Linked DNA regions of Mus musculus: regions 1, 3 and 4 are each linked to region 2. A link is a contact called in public HiChIP or PLAC-seq data. All regions are on one chromosome and are shown on one strand. Each heading gives the region's core, a stretch centred on a gene start, on an enhancer-like site or on the middle of the called end of the contact. The rest is flanking DNA. Distances are from core to core; before and after follow the strand shown. Region 1 overlaps Cplane1 (ciliogenesis and planar polarity effector 1). Region 2 holds the start of Nipbl (NIPBL cohesin loading factor). Region 3 overlaps Slc1a3 (solute carrier family 1 (glial high affinity glutamate transporter), member 3). Region 4 overlaps Slc1a3 (solute carrier family 1 (glial high affinity glutamate transporter), member 3).

Region 1 (2,700 bases), core at 175-2,674, 250 kb before region 2:
AAAAATCAAAACCCATAAACCAAACAGAACAAAAAAACCCAAAAATCTTTTCAGTGCTCTGCAGTTAAGTTTCCTGCCCATCACACCCTGCTTGTTTAATGATAAAGCCTATGGGTGAATGTTAATGGACAGAATGAAATTTACACCCTAAATATTTTTTCCCTTTTTAAGGCACCACAGATATCTAAATGGGAAACTACACATCAGATATTCTACAGACATGGGAGCTAAACCTCCTGGCTTTAAGGGACTTGAGTGCTTTAGGTTAAACAGAGCATGGGAGTTGAGTATGACTTACATGGCTTGTTTTTTTTTTTTATAATGCCAGAGGACTCTAGGTTTCAGAAACTGATGGCATCTTTTATGCTGTTGGCCTGAAGGTGATGGAGATGAAAAGGCAGAGCACTGTGCTTTACATTTATTTTCTGACTGCTGAAGCTCTGCACAGCCGAGCTGTGTGGCTGCTTACTCCCCTGTCCATCGCCTAATGAGTCATGCCATTAGCCATACATCATAAAAGATGCCACTAGTTTCATAATCTAGAGAAACCAAAGGCCTGAGAGATACTAAGAGTTTGGCAAGGTGCAGGTTGTTTCCTCAAAATAGAGTGTGTGATCCATGTTTGCAGCATTAGTGTCTGGTGAGTCAGAAATGGTGAGAGGGAACAGTAGCGAAGGAGGCCTGTAGTGAAGGGACAAGAAAGACAGCAGGGTCAGGTGATTTTTTTTATTTTTAAAAACATGGTCTGTCTTTGTAGCTCTGGCTGGCCTGGAAGTTTCTGTGTAGATCAGGCTGCCCTTGAACTCACAGAGATCTCTCTATCCCTGCCTCCTAAGTGCTGGTATGTTAAGCCATTTTTTTAAAGATTTATTTATTATTATTATATCTAAGTACACTGTAGCTGTCTTCAGATGCACCAGAAGAGGGCATCAGATCTCATTACAGGTGGATGTGATCCACCATGTGGTTGCTGGGATTTGAACTCAGGACCTTCGGAAGAGCAGTCGGTGCTCTTAACCAGTGAGCCATCTCTCCAGCCCAAGCCAATTTTAAAAATGACATTCATTCATGTGGAGGGGTGTATATTTGCTACAGAATTACATGTGGAGGTCAGAGGATGCCTTGTAGGAGCCAGTTCTCTTCTTCCTCCCTGTGGGACCTGGGTCACACTCAGGTTGTCAGGCTTGTGGCATGGAGCTGCTGTCCCACTGCTGTCCCACTTGCAGGGAACAGACCATCCAAGGAAGTACAGAAGGTCCCTGATTTACAGTAGTTTATATTTAAACTTTTAACTTAGTGATGACAGGAAAGTCGTGTCTGTTCACTAGAAAGTTTCAGGCTTGTTTTTCCAAGTTGTCCTTAGCTAGAAGTTCCATGCAGTGTGCACTGCTGAAGAGCAGCAGTGAGCCCTAGTGCCTAGTCACTGTCTGACCACAAGGGTGATGGCTAATACTCCACAGTGCGGTCTGATGACTGCTAGGTTAGGTATGTGATTGCGTGCTTTAAATATTTATTTTTATGTTCTGTGTATAAGTGATTTTCTTGCATTTATGTCTGATATCTGTGCACCATATATGTGCCTGAAACCTATGGAGGTCAGAAAGAAGGTGGTAGATCCTTGAAACTAGAGTCCCAAGTCGTGCAGGTGATGGGAACCAATACCTAGGCTCTTTGCAAGAGCAGCAACAGCTTGCTCTTTAGTACAGATCTATCTTTCCAGCTCACATAGATGCATTTTTGATATATAATATTTTCTGTTTATGATGTGTTCACAAATCAAGGAGCCCCTTTATAGGTCAGTTAAGGTCACTTTGGTACATTTGTGGTTGGAGGATTATGGACTGTGTACAAAGCAAGACCTTTATTCAGATGAGGAGACTGAATCGAAACAACATCCGTGCTAATGGAATGGAGTTCATACTTAACAGACACACAGCAAGTTTGATCAGTGGGAATTGTGATTGAGTAGATTTGGGGAAAAAGCTTAATGTAGTTCTCAGTTTTAAGGTCTGGTTAACTGGATAAAGGAGAGGAATTCAGTGAAATAGAAAGTTTTACATCTGTGGCTCTCCTTATTTATTTTTTTAACTTTATTGATTCTTTATGAATATCACATCATGTACCCCAATCCAACTCATCTCCCTGGCCCTCTACATCTATATTCTGCCCTTGTAACCCTTCCCACAAAACAAAACAAAACAAAACACAAAAAAATATCATTGGAAGTTGGGGTGTATCACACAGTATACCCTTTTGCCCAAACAGCTTTAATTGCGCCTGTTCATTGCAGTGAATCAGGCCTGGTGAGGCCTCTGGCTTCTGCTACACTTTGAATACTGGACTCCCACCTGGACTCCTTGGACATATGTTGCTGCCCTGTGTCATGGAGCTCTTACAGCTTTGGTTCTGCAGGAGCAGCCCCTCCACGTGCTCCAGCACTTTGTAGATGGGGTAGATGTTTGGGTGGGTCAACTCAAAGCCCTGGGTAGTAGCTGAACTGGTTAGCCTGACAGTTCTCCTGCACCCATATTGTAGGATATGTGATCACACTGTGAACCTCAAGATTGTGTTATTTGCTGAAAAAAAAAAAAAACCTGTTTCTAGTTGTTGTGTGGCTCAGCCCTTAACACAGATTTAATCCCTGTGGTTGCAATATAGACACACTCTTAGTACACTCCTTTAATCCCAAACAATGACAGT
Region 2 (2,700 bases), core at 169-2,668:
CCCTGACAAGAAAGGATGGCACCTTCTATGTGTGTATATGTATGTGTGTTTTAAACCTCCCAAAGATTCTAAGTGCAACTTAACTTCTATCCTTTGAAAGAAAATAGGTTTCATCCTTATCTCCATGTACGCTCAAAAACACTTAGAATTCTTTGTATTCTTGCACCCGTTTAGGCTAAAAAGTATCCAGAGAGTTTTATGTAGTCATTTAAAATTATCCTTACATAACAGATACAAATACAAAGTGTCGGAGTAAACCTGTCAAGTTCTTTCTACTTGGTCTTTGAATAAAAAGTCCATGTGCAACACACTCTGTCAAACAACATAAAAGCTCCTGGGCGGGGATGTGCAGTGTGCACAACGCTAGGGTTTTCTAGATTAAATATACATGTGGACGGTTTGATCCTTTTACAAAGGAAACCAGTCTTTATTAACTTTCCAAAACGTCCAAACAAGTTTGGCAGAGAATTACCACTGTAGCCGTGTCTGAGTATTTACATTTGTTTCACTAACTGAAACTACTTCCTCCCTTCATGGGGTCACAGGGGGAAGAAGGGGGGTTGTTTGTTTCACTGGGACGTTCCCCACTCCCGGACCGGGAAAGTTGTAAATATGGGGGACGATCGGGGCACATTTGCTGATAGTTGTATTGTTTCCGCCTCCTCACTAGCTACGGCTCCTCTCCCGGGCGAGGCCTGTCACCGACCAGCAGTCGCTCCGCTCAGCCCGGAGCTCTCCTAATCCCCGAGCTCAAGTAGATTCCGCTGGCCCGCGGCCTGCACTCTCCGCCGGGCCTACGCCTCCCCGGCCGCCCGGCAGGGAGCCCGGTTCCCCGTCACCGAAGCCGGCCGGGAGAGGCTACGAACCCCGCCGCCACCGCCGCCGCCGCCGCCACCCAGGGTGGCTGCCGCCGGAGAGGAGCGAGCGAGCGAACTCACTCTCTCGACTCGCCCCGTGGAAGAGACCCGGGGCCGCTGAGGAAACGGCGGGGAGGGGAGCGAGGAGGAGAAACGCTGAGGGACCTGGCGCCGGCGCCACCGCCGCCACCGCCGCCGCCGAAATAAAAGAGCAGGAATTTACCTGGGCGAATCGGCGTCTGAATCCGAAGCGGAGGCCGAGGCCGCGGTGGCAAGAGAGAGAGAGCGAGAGAGCGAGACTATAATCCGGGCCGGGAGGGGGGGTGGCTACGGCTCCTCTTCCGTCTCCTCAGTGCGGGGAACATGTAGAGCCGGGGGGAGAGCAGCCGAGAAGACAAATCGCGGCTTCTTCTTCGTCCTCCTCCTCCTTCTCCCACATAGAAACACTCACACAAACACCCGGCCGGGGGCCCCGAGCTACCGGGGGGGCATCGCCGCGGGCCCGGGAACCAATCCTCCTGGCGGCGGGGGCGTCCCTCCCTGGCGGCTTTGCTGGTGTCGGGTGAGTCGGTACCGACGGAGGGAGGGAGGGACGGGAGGGCGGGCGGGGGGGAAGGAGCCCAGTGTGTGTGTGTGTGTGTGTGTATGTGTGTGTGTGTGTGTGTATGTGTGTGTGTATGTGTGTGTGTGTCTCTCTCTCTCGTTCCGTCTCTCCCTCTCAGAACAAAATGCCGACCGGAAGTGCAGCTGCAGGAATGACTCCCTCCGCCGGCGCCAAACACTAACAACCACCCCCTCTTCCCTACTCCACTTCCGCCGCCGCCACCGCCGCCGCCGCCACTCGGGCTCGCAGCTCTGCCTCAGCGCGCCGGCTCCCGCGGGCTCCGGAGGCGCGGCGGCGGCGGCGACAGCGGCGGAGGCAGCGGGAGCAGCAGCGGCGGTTCTGCTCCGTGCCCTTGTCCTGTGCAACGGACGGCCGTGGATGCTGCCCGTGGGGTCGCTTCTGCAAGACGGCGTCTACGCCGTTGCTCGGGTGACCGGCTTGATTTTTTTTTTTTTTTTTTCCTTTTGGTCCCCCTCGAGGCGACAGCAGCCGGGCGCTGGTCCGCTGTGGTGGCGTGAGGCCGGGATCTCCCTCTTCTCAGGCGCTCCGGGCCTCATAGCCCCCCACCCTCAATCCCGGAGAAGGCGGCCAGCCGAGGCCGCGCTGCTCTCCCTGACTGGCCGGCCCCGGGCCCCGGGGGGAAGCCGAGCTCCCGCTGCCGGCGGGTTGGATGCCGACCTTTCAAACGCTGTTCCCGCAGCCGTGATGGATGGATCGTCCCGGGAGCGGCCGGATCCTATGTCTGTCTGGGTTATTTTCTGCGAAGAACACAGTCCTCGGAGGTGAAGACTCCCAGCCTGGCTGAGTTGGAATCGTGATCGTGGTGGTGGTGGTGCATTAATTTCTGGAAATACGAGAGGGCTGCTGGACTTGCCTCTTTTTTTTTTTTTTTTTTTTTTTTTTTTCCTTTTTGGCGGTGGTTTTGATTGCCTCCCTGGTAGTCGGGATAAGGCCTGTAGGCGACGCTGTGCAAGCAAGGAGCCGGTCGCTCTGGCGCTGCGATCTAGGTGTGGGTGGAGCCCAGGCCATCCTGACGCCGGGCACCGGAGCCCCGGCACCGGCGCACTTCAAAACATCGTTTTCCTCTGTATGTTGAAAACTCAGAGGCTCTGGACAAGGCTGGAGTACAAAATGTGAATACGAATACAGTACCGTACCCGATGGTAGTGTCTTACTGTAAAACCGGAGGGCATTTCATCGCCACACAGTTTTCTGTTTGCTTGCTTGTTTGTTTGTTTG
Region 3 (2,700 bases), core at 82-2,581, 230 kb after region 2:
AGTGTGGACACTTTACCCTTTCTTAGAATTGGGAACAAAACACCCATAGAAGGAGTTACAGAGACAAAATTTGGAGCTGTGACGAAAGGATGGACCATCTAGTGATTGCCATATGCAGGGATCCATCCCATAATCAGCTTCCAAATGCTGACACCATTGCATACACTAGCAAGATTTTGCTGAAAGGACCCAGATATAGCTCTCTCTTGTGAGACTATGCCGGGGCCTAGCAAACACAGAAGTGGATGATCACAGCCAGCTATTGGATGGGTCACACAGCCCCTAATGGAGGAGCTAGAGAAATTACCCAAGGAGCTAAAGGGAACTGCAACCCTATAGGTGGAACAACAATATGAACTAACCAGTACCCGGGAGCTCTTGTCTTTAGCTGCATATGTATCAAAAGATGGCCTACTCGGTCATCACTGCAAAGAGAGGCCCATTGGACTTGCAAACTTTATATGCCCCAGTACAGGGGAACGCCAGGGCCAAAAAGGGGCAGTGGGTGGGTAGGGGATTGGGGGGGTGGGTATAGGGGACCTTGGGATAGCATTGAAAATGTAAACGAGGAAAATACCTAATAAAAAAAAATAGAATAAATAATTTAAAAAGGGAGGAAGATACCTGATATTGTCATTTGCTTTCCACATGCACACACAAACAGTAGCACATACATGTGCATGCATACACACATGTACACACAGGGCTTTGGAGGCCATCCATCTAAGATGCACAGTATAAAATATGGATTTGAAGTGTTATTTACGCTTTTGAAAGAGAAAGATGCTCTTGTTCTTACCTTCTTGCTCCTGTTCTGTCCTTTCGCCCTTCCCCCATTCCCTTCCCCGCTCTCTACACATGCTCATGGCTGGCCTCTATTCCTCTATTCCTCCTCCTCCTCCTTCTCTCTCTCTTTTCTCTCTCTCTCTTTCTCTCTCTCTGCCTTTCCCTGTCTCTACTGCCCTCTTAACTCTCCCCTCCCCATGCCCTGAATAAACTCTATTCTATACTAAAAAAAAAAAAAAAAAAAAAAAAAAGAAAAGAAAAGAAAAGAAAAGAAAAGAAAGAAAGAAAGAAGAGAAAGGAAGACAGACACTGGAAGCACAACTTGAGGATTTTTTTTCTGGCAGACTCTTAAAACAGACTTATAGAAAGCACGTGGGTACTTTCTGAATTGAAAACAACAAAGTTTAAGCTTTGTTGAAACAGAAACGGAATTTTACAGACTATCAATTCAGTCTATTGTTTCAAAGATCCAAGCAACTTACAGCAACAAAGTCATTCTGTAAGTTGAGCTGTAGCAGGAGATCAGGCAGCCTGTGAAATCCACTTCATACCAATGAGATTCATATCAGCACTCTGGTCTTAGCATCCACATTCCGTGGTGGCAACTCCTGTATGTATAATCCAGCGGGTTTTAGGCTTAAGTTTGTGCCTTTCCCAACACCTACTCTGACCCTAACCACCTCCTTAGGTCAGTTACAGGGGCAGCTGGAGAATGTCTTAAGAGACAGCTAGCTGATCATTGCCTCCGACACTTCTTATTCTAGATAACTCAAGTATTTGAATGACTCATCTCAGAAAGCAAAACCAGACAGGGGAAAGCTGTCTAACTCCAAGTAGCAAGTAAAGAGCTTTGAATGCTTTTGCAAAACACTGCAAACTAAATAAGACACAGAGACAGTAGTAACAAAACAAACTGTAGTAGGTTATATCGATAGGCTAGTATGAAGCATTTAGAATATCCTTGGAGTTTTGTTCAGTCACAAAATTAAAATTGCCAAGTGCGATTGATGCATGCCTTTAACCCCAGGACTCGGGAAGCAGAAACAGGCTCATGTCTGTGAGTATTGAGACTAGCCTTCTCCACAAAACGAGTTCCAGGCCAGCTGGGGTTACATAGTGAGATATTGTCAGAAAGCAAGCAAGCAAGCCTGAGGAAAAAATGAAGAAGAATCAAATTGTGTTTGTTGTTTGCTGGAAGACAGATGTAACTGGATGGAGATGATCGTATTAAGCAAAACAAGCCAGACTCAGAAAGACACCATGCGTTTTCTCATTTGTGGATTGTAGATTGCCTATAGCTATGCCCTTCCCCCACTTCACACAGAGTAGTTGCTATTCTAGTGTATTCAAATTCTTTTTTAAAAAATGTATGAGTGCTGTCTGCATGTACACCTGCATGCCAGAAGGGAGTGTAAGATCCCTTTATAGATGGTGGTGAGCCACCATGTGGTTGCTGGGAATTGAACTCAGGACCTCTGGAAGAATAACTGGTTCTTTTACTCACTGAGCCATCTCTCCAGTCCTGCATATTCAATTTTTAAAAAATATTTATTTTACGTATATGTGTACATTGTAACTGTCTTCAGACACAACAGAAGAGGGCATCTGATCACTTTACAAGATGGTTGTGAGCCACCATGTGGTTGCTGGGAATTGAACTCTGGAAGAAGTTAGTGTTCCTAACTGCTGAGCCATCTCTCTAGCCCCCGAGCTCCCATGTATTAAATTTTTAAAGTGCAATTTTAACATAGAAAATAATTGCAGTTCAGTAATAGGAAGGCAACATGACTAACAGTAGATAAGGAACCTGAGCAGACATCCTTCCAGTGAAGATTTAACATGGCCACCACAGATGTCCATGTGTGTACATATCGTGAAGATGGCTGCCAGTCTGTGGGAGTCAATGGCGATAGC
Region 4 (2,709 bases), core at 204-2,703, 200 kb after region 2:
GGCAAAATACTAATTTCTAGATCTCAGTAGAGGATATTGTAATATTGTTTTAATGTTTCTAAGGATAAGGTAACTTTCCTAGTAAAGAGCTGCAAAAATAAAAGCCTGATGTCTGAAATTGTTAATATTAGCTAAACCAAGCCCACAGCAATGAAGAGCACAGGTGATCTGAATTGGGCGTCTTTAAAGCCTACTGTTCATTGCCTTGGTCCTCAGGCTCGTCATGCCTAGTCCAGTAGTAAGAAAGGGCAAAGGGTTAGATCTGCATGCACACATGGACTGTTTTTGCAGAATACAAGGAAAGCCGCCAGGAATGATAGCTGCCTGTGCAGAATGAAACCAGGAGATCTGAGAAAAGCACAAATAGGGGAATTATTTTTCACTGGACATCTTAAGTATCAGTCAAATGATTCTCCATAAAATTGAGTTCTTAGCCTCACTTGTATGATCTGTTATTCACCTTATACTGCCTAAAAATTAACCCAAGAGAATAAGTTAACCTAGTTTTCAAGTGTATTTTCATTTTTCAATATTGCCTACAAACATAGTTGAAAGTTTTCAAAATTATAGTCTAACTTAATGGTTTTGGTTTGGTTTGGTTTGGTTTTTCGAGACAGGGTTTCTCTGTATAGTCCTGGCTGTCCTGGAACTCACTTTGTAGACCAGACTGGCCTCAAACTCAGAAATCCGCCTGCCTCTGCCTCCCGAGTGCTGGGATTAAAGGCGTGCACCACCACGCCCAGCTCTAACTTAATGTTTTAAAAATGGAGTTATCTGTACTATATATTTTGTAGATATTTTTAGAAATGAGCTAGATGTATTTGTAAGTTTTGATTTGATAAGCAAAGCCGCAATCAAGGAGCACATGATGTGTGTGGTATGGTTAATTACTAAAAAGAAGTGTGCACATATCCTTGCATTGGGAGAGGTCTTTGGGAATCAGTCGTGGACAATGGTAACCTACAGAGAGATTTAGAGTGATATGGTAACAGGCAACTCGTTCCTTCCAAGTCATATAGTTCTGTATTATTTGAGTGAATATTCACACCAGAAATTAAAAAGCGGAGGAACACAATGGCTCCCTAATCTCCTATTTATGTGTGATTCCTTCTCAACCAATATCTTCACCCAGCTCTCTCACACTCTCATTGTTAAAAACCATTCTGAAGGAAATGATGAATGGAAACCCACCCTTGTACCTTATTGTTATAATCTGTCCAAAGTTCAGGTCAAAGTTGTTCACTTGAGCGATGAAAATGGCAGCCAAAGCCTCGTAGAGGGCGGTCCCATCCATGTTAATGGTGGCCCCCACGGGGAGCACAAATCTGGTGATGCGTTTGTCCACACCATTGTTCTCTTCCAGGCACTTGAAAGTGATGGGTAGGGTGGCAGAACTGAGGGCAGCAAAACAGGGCATGTCAGCTGAGGGTGCCCCCGGGAGTTCTGTGGTTGGTCTTTGCTCTTTGGCACAGACAGTTCCTTCCCCTCTTATGTCCTGACTAGGTCAGCATTGTCTACAGTGCTAGGAGGTTAGGGGTAGTGCGGTGCCCTCACAGGGGCACTTGAGCACTTGGGCACTCGTCTGTGCCTGGATTCCTCTGAGGCATTACTTGGGATGATTCCCATACCATAGATGCCTGCCCCACATTGTTTTTCTCCCTTTTTCTCAGGCAGATGTCAATGGAAAACAGGAAGTCTGTGGTTAGGAAAGGGTTTTCCCTTTGCCCCTAAAAGGACTTATAGATAGCCATTTTCCGGGTCTCAAGGAGGTACGATCAGGATCAGAGGTGGAAAAAGCCAATTCCTGAGATTTAAAACCCAGAACACAATGACTCTACTTGCCCCAAGGCTCAGATCCAAGGTAAAGGTTTAGACACACTTTCTTAGAGGAATAAAGCCGCGTGTATACACACGTACCTTGAGGAGGTCCCAAGGGCTGTGATGAGCGCTTGCAGCAACCCTCCAATGAAAACCCAGGGGTTCTTCCGGGTTACCAGGAAGTAGAGGAGAGGCAGGACGATGACGGCGTGAATGAGGAGGCCGACAATGACTGTCACGGTGTACATGGCAAGCTGTCCCCCAATCACACCCATGTCTTCCATCTCAACAATCTTCCCTGCGATCAAGAAGAGGATGCCCAGAGGCGCATACCTGCGGCAAGCAACACATGCTCAATTGGAAGCTTGGTTTCCTATAACTTGTTGCATGTAAATTACCAAGTAGGAGAGAAAAAGGAATAAAACAAAGCAAAAAAAAAAAAAAAAAAAAAAAAAAAAAGGAAAGACAGGGGATTTCCAAGCTAAGACGCGTAGAAACTACCGATGTCATTCTTTTCTATTTAAAATACTAAATTTCCCAGGCATCTGTAAATCTAGCCTTCCTCTCACTCTGAATTGCTCTAGGACACCCCCACCCTATCCCCACTGGCCTCAGACCTTAGGAAGGAGAAGAATTCGGGTCCTCACCTCCACTTTCCTAGACATAGATCCCTGTTTGGGTCTTCAGACGCCTGCAGTTCCCTTCCCTCTTGACTCCTGCTAAGCACCGGGAACAAGCCACTATACCAATATCACGCCTTTCAGAATGTTGTCCATGCCACAGCCTGCTTCCCAAGCTAAAGCAGGCAACATGCTATGGCATGCCATGCCATGCCATGCCAGTGTGTTAGATGTACACTTAATTCTAGTACTCTAGGGCAGTGGGTCTCAA

Evidence for each region. HiChIP or PLAC-seq counts read pairs in DNA pulled down with a chosen protein or histone mark.
Region 1: an HNF4G HiChIP or PLAC-seq map of pancreatic cancer cells shows a contact between it and region 2. The contact joins the enhancer-like site here to the promoter of Nipbl in region 2. A contact is called at or near these places in 2 of 39 promoter capture datasets (embryonic stem cells and stem cell-derived epiblast-like cells), 2 of 484 Hi-C or Micro-C datasets (the G1E-ER4 cell line and embryonic stem cells), 7 of 115 datasets of contacts at active chromatin or transcription factors (the 230-238 cell line, the SCID.adh cell line, acute myeloid leukemia and 3 more) and 1 of 9 other capture datasets (adipose tissue).
Region 3: an H3K27ac HiChIP or PLAC-seq map of trophoblast stem cells shows a contact between it and region 2, with 11 read pairs. The contact joins the enhancer-like site here to the promoter of Nipbl in region 2. A contact is called at or near these places in 4 of 39 promoter capture datasets (the 3T3-L1 cell line, 3T3-L1-derived adipocytes, hippocampal neurons and 1 more), 1 of 484 Hi-C or Micro-C datasets (adipose-derived mesenchymal stem cells) and 3 of 115 datasets of contacts at active chromatin or transcription factors (extraembryonic endoderm stem cells, microglia and trophoblast stem cells).
Region 4: an H3K27ac HiChIP or PLAC-seq map of microglia shows a contact between it and region 2, with 3 times the contacts expected there. The contact joins the enhancer-like site here to the promoter of Nipbl in region 2. A contact is called at or near these places in 1 of 39 promoter capture datasets (stem cell-derived epiblast-like cells), 1 of 15 datasets of contacts at CTCF or cohesin (the NIH/3T3 cell line), 1 of 484 Hi-C or Micro-C datasets (Th1 cells), 7 of 115 datasets of contacts at active chromatin or transcription factors (the SCID.adh cell line, bone marrow-derived macrophages, embryonic stem cells and 2 more) and 2 of 9 other capture datasets (adipose tissue and liver).

What each region holds. Positions count from the first base shown.
Region 1 is chr15:8,189,222-8,191,921 of GRCm38.p6, forward strand. The region is part of intron 15 of Cplane1 (ciliogenesis and planar polarity effector 1); the gene reads left to right. Among named protein-coding and RNA genes, the nearest start is that of Cplane1, 21 kb to the left of the region's middle. Within about 2 kb of position 1,425, at least 35 of the 459 cell types and tissues checked have an H3K27ac peak or open chromatin away from gene starts, as enhancers often do. A contact at or near this core is called in pancreatic cancer cells, where this site is marked.
Region 2 is chr15:8,443,045-8,445,744 of GRCm38.p6, forward strand. Nipbl (NIPBL cohesin loading factor) reads right to left here and starts at 1,419. Exons shown (of 47, transcript NM_027707.3): 1 at 1,081-1,419. LOC102634078 reads left to right here. Exons shown (of 3, transcript XM_017316813.1): 2 at 671-920; 3 at 1,019-2,700. The coding sequence ends at 2,247.
Region 3 is chr15:8,675,065-8,677,764 of GRCm38.p6, forward strand. The region is part of intron 3 of Slc1a3 (solute carrier family 1 (glial high affinity glutamate transporter), member 3); the gene reads right to left. Among named protein-coding and RNA genes, the nearest start is that of Slc1a3, 34 kb to the right of the region's middle. Within about 2 kb of position 1,332, at least 26 of the 459 cell types and tissues checked have an H3K27ac peak or open chromatin away from gene starts, as enhancers often do. A contact at or near this core is called in extraembryonic endoderm stem cells and trophoblast stem cells, where this site is marked.
Region 4 is chr15:8,640,983-8,643,691 of GRCm38.p6, forward strand. It overlaps Slc1a3 (solute carrier family 1 (glial high affinity glutamate transporter), member 3), which reads right to left. Exons shown (of 10, transcript NM_148938.3): 7 at 1,918-2,151; 8 at 1,200-1,394. Among named protein-coding and RNA genes, the nearest start is that of Gm46508, 60 kb to the left of the region's middle. Within about 2 kb of position 1,454, at least 7 of the 459 cell types and tissues checked have an H3K27ac peak or open chromatin away from gene starts, as enhancers often do. A contact at or near this core is called in microglia, where this site is marked.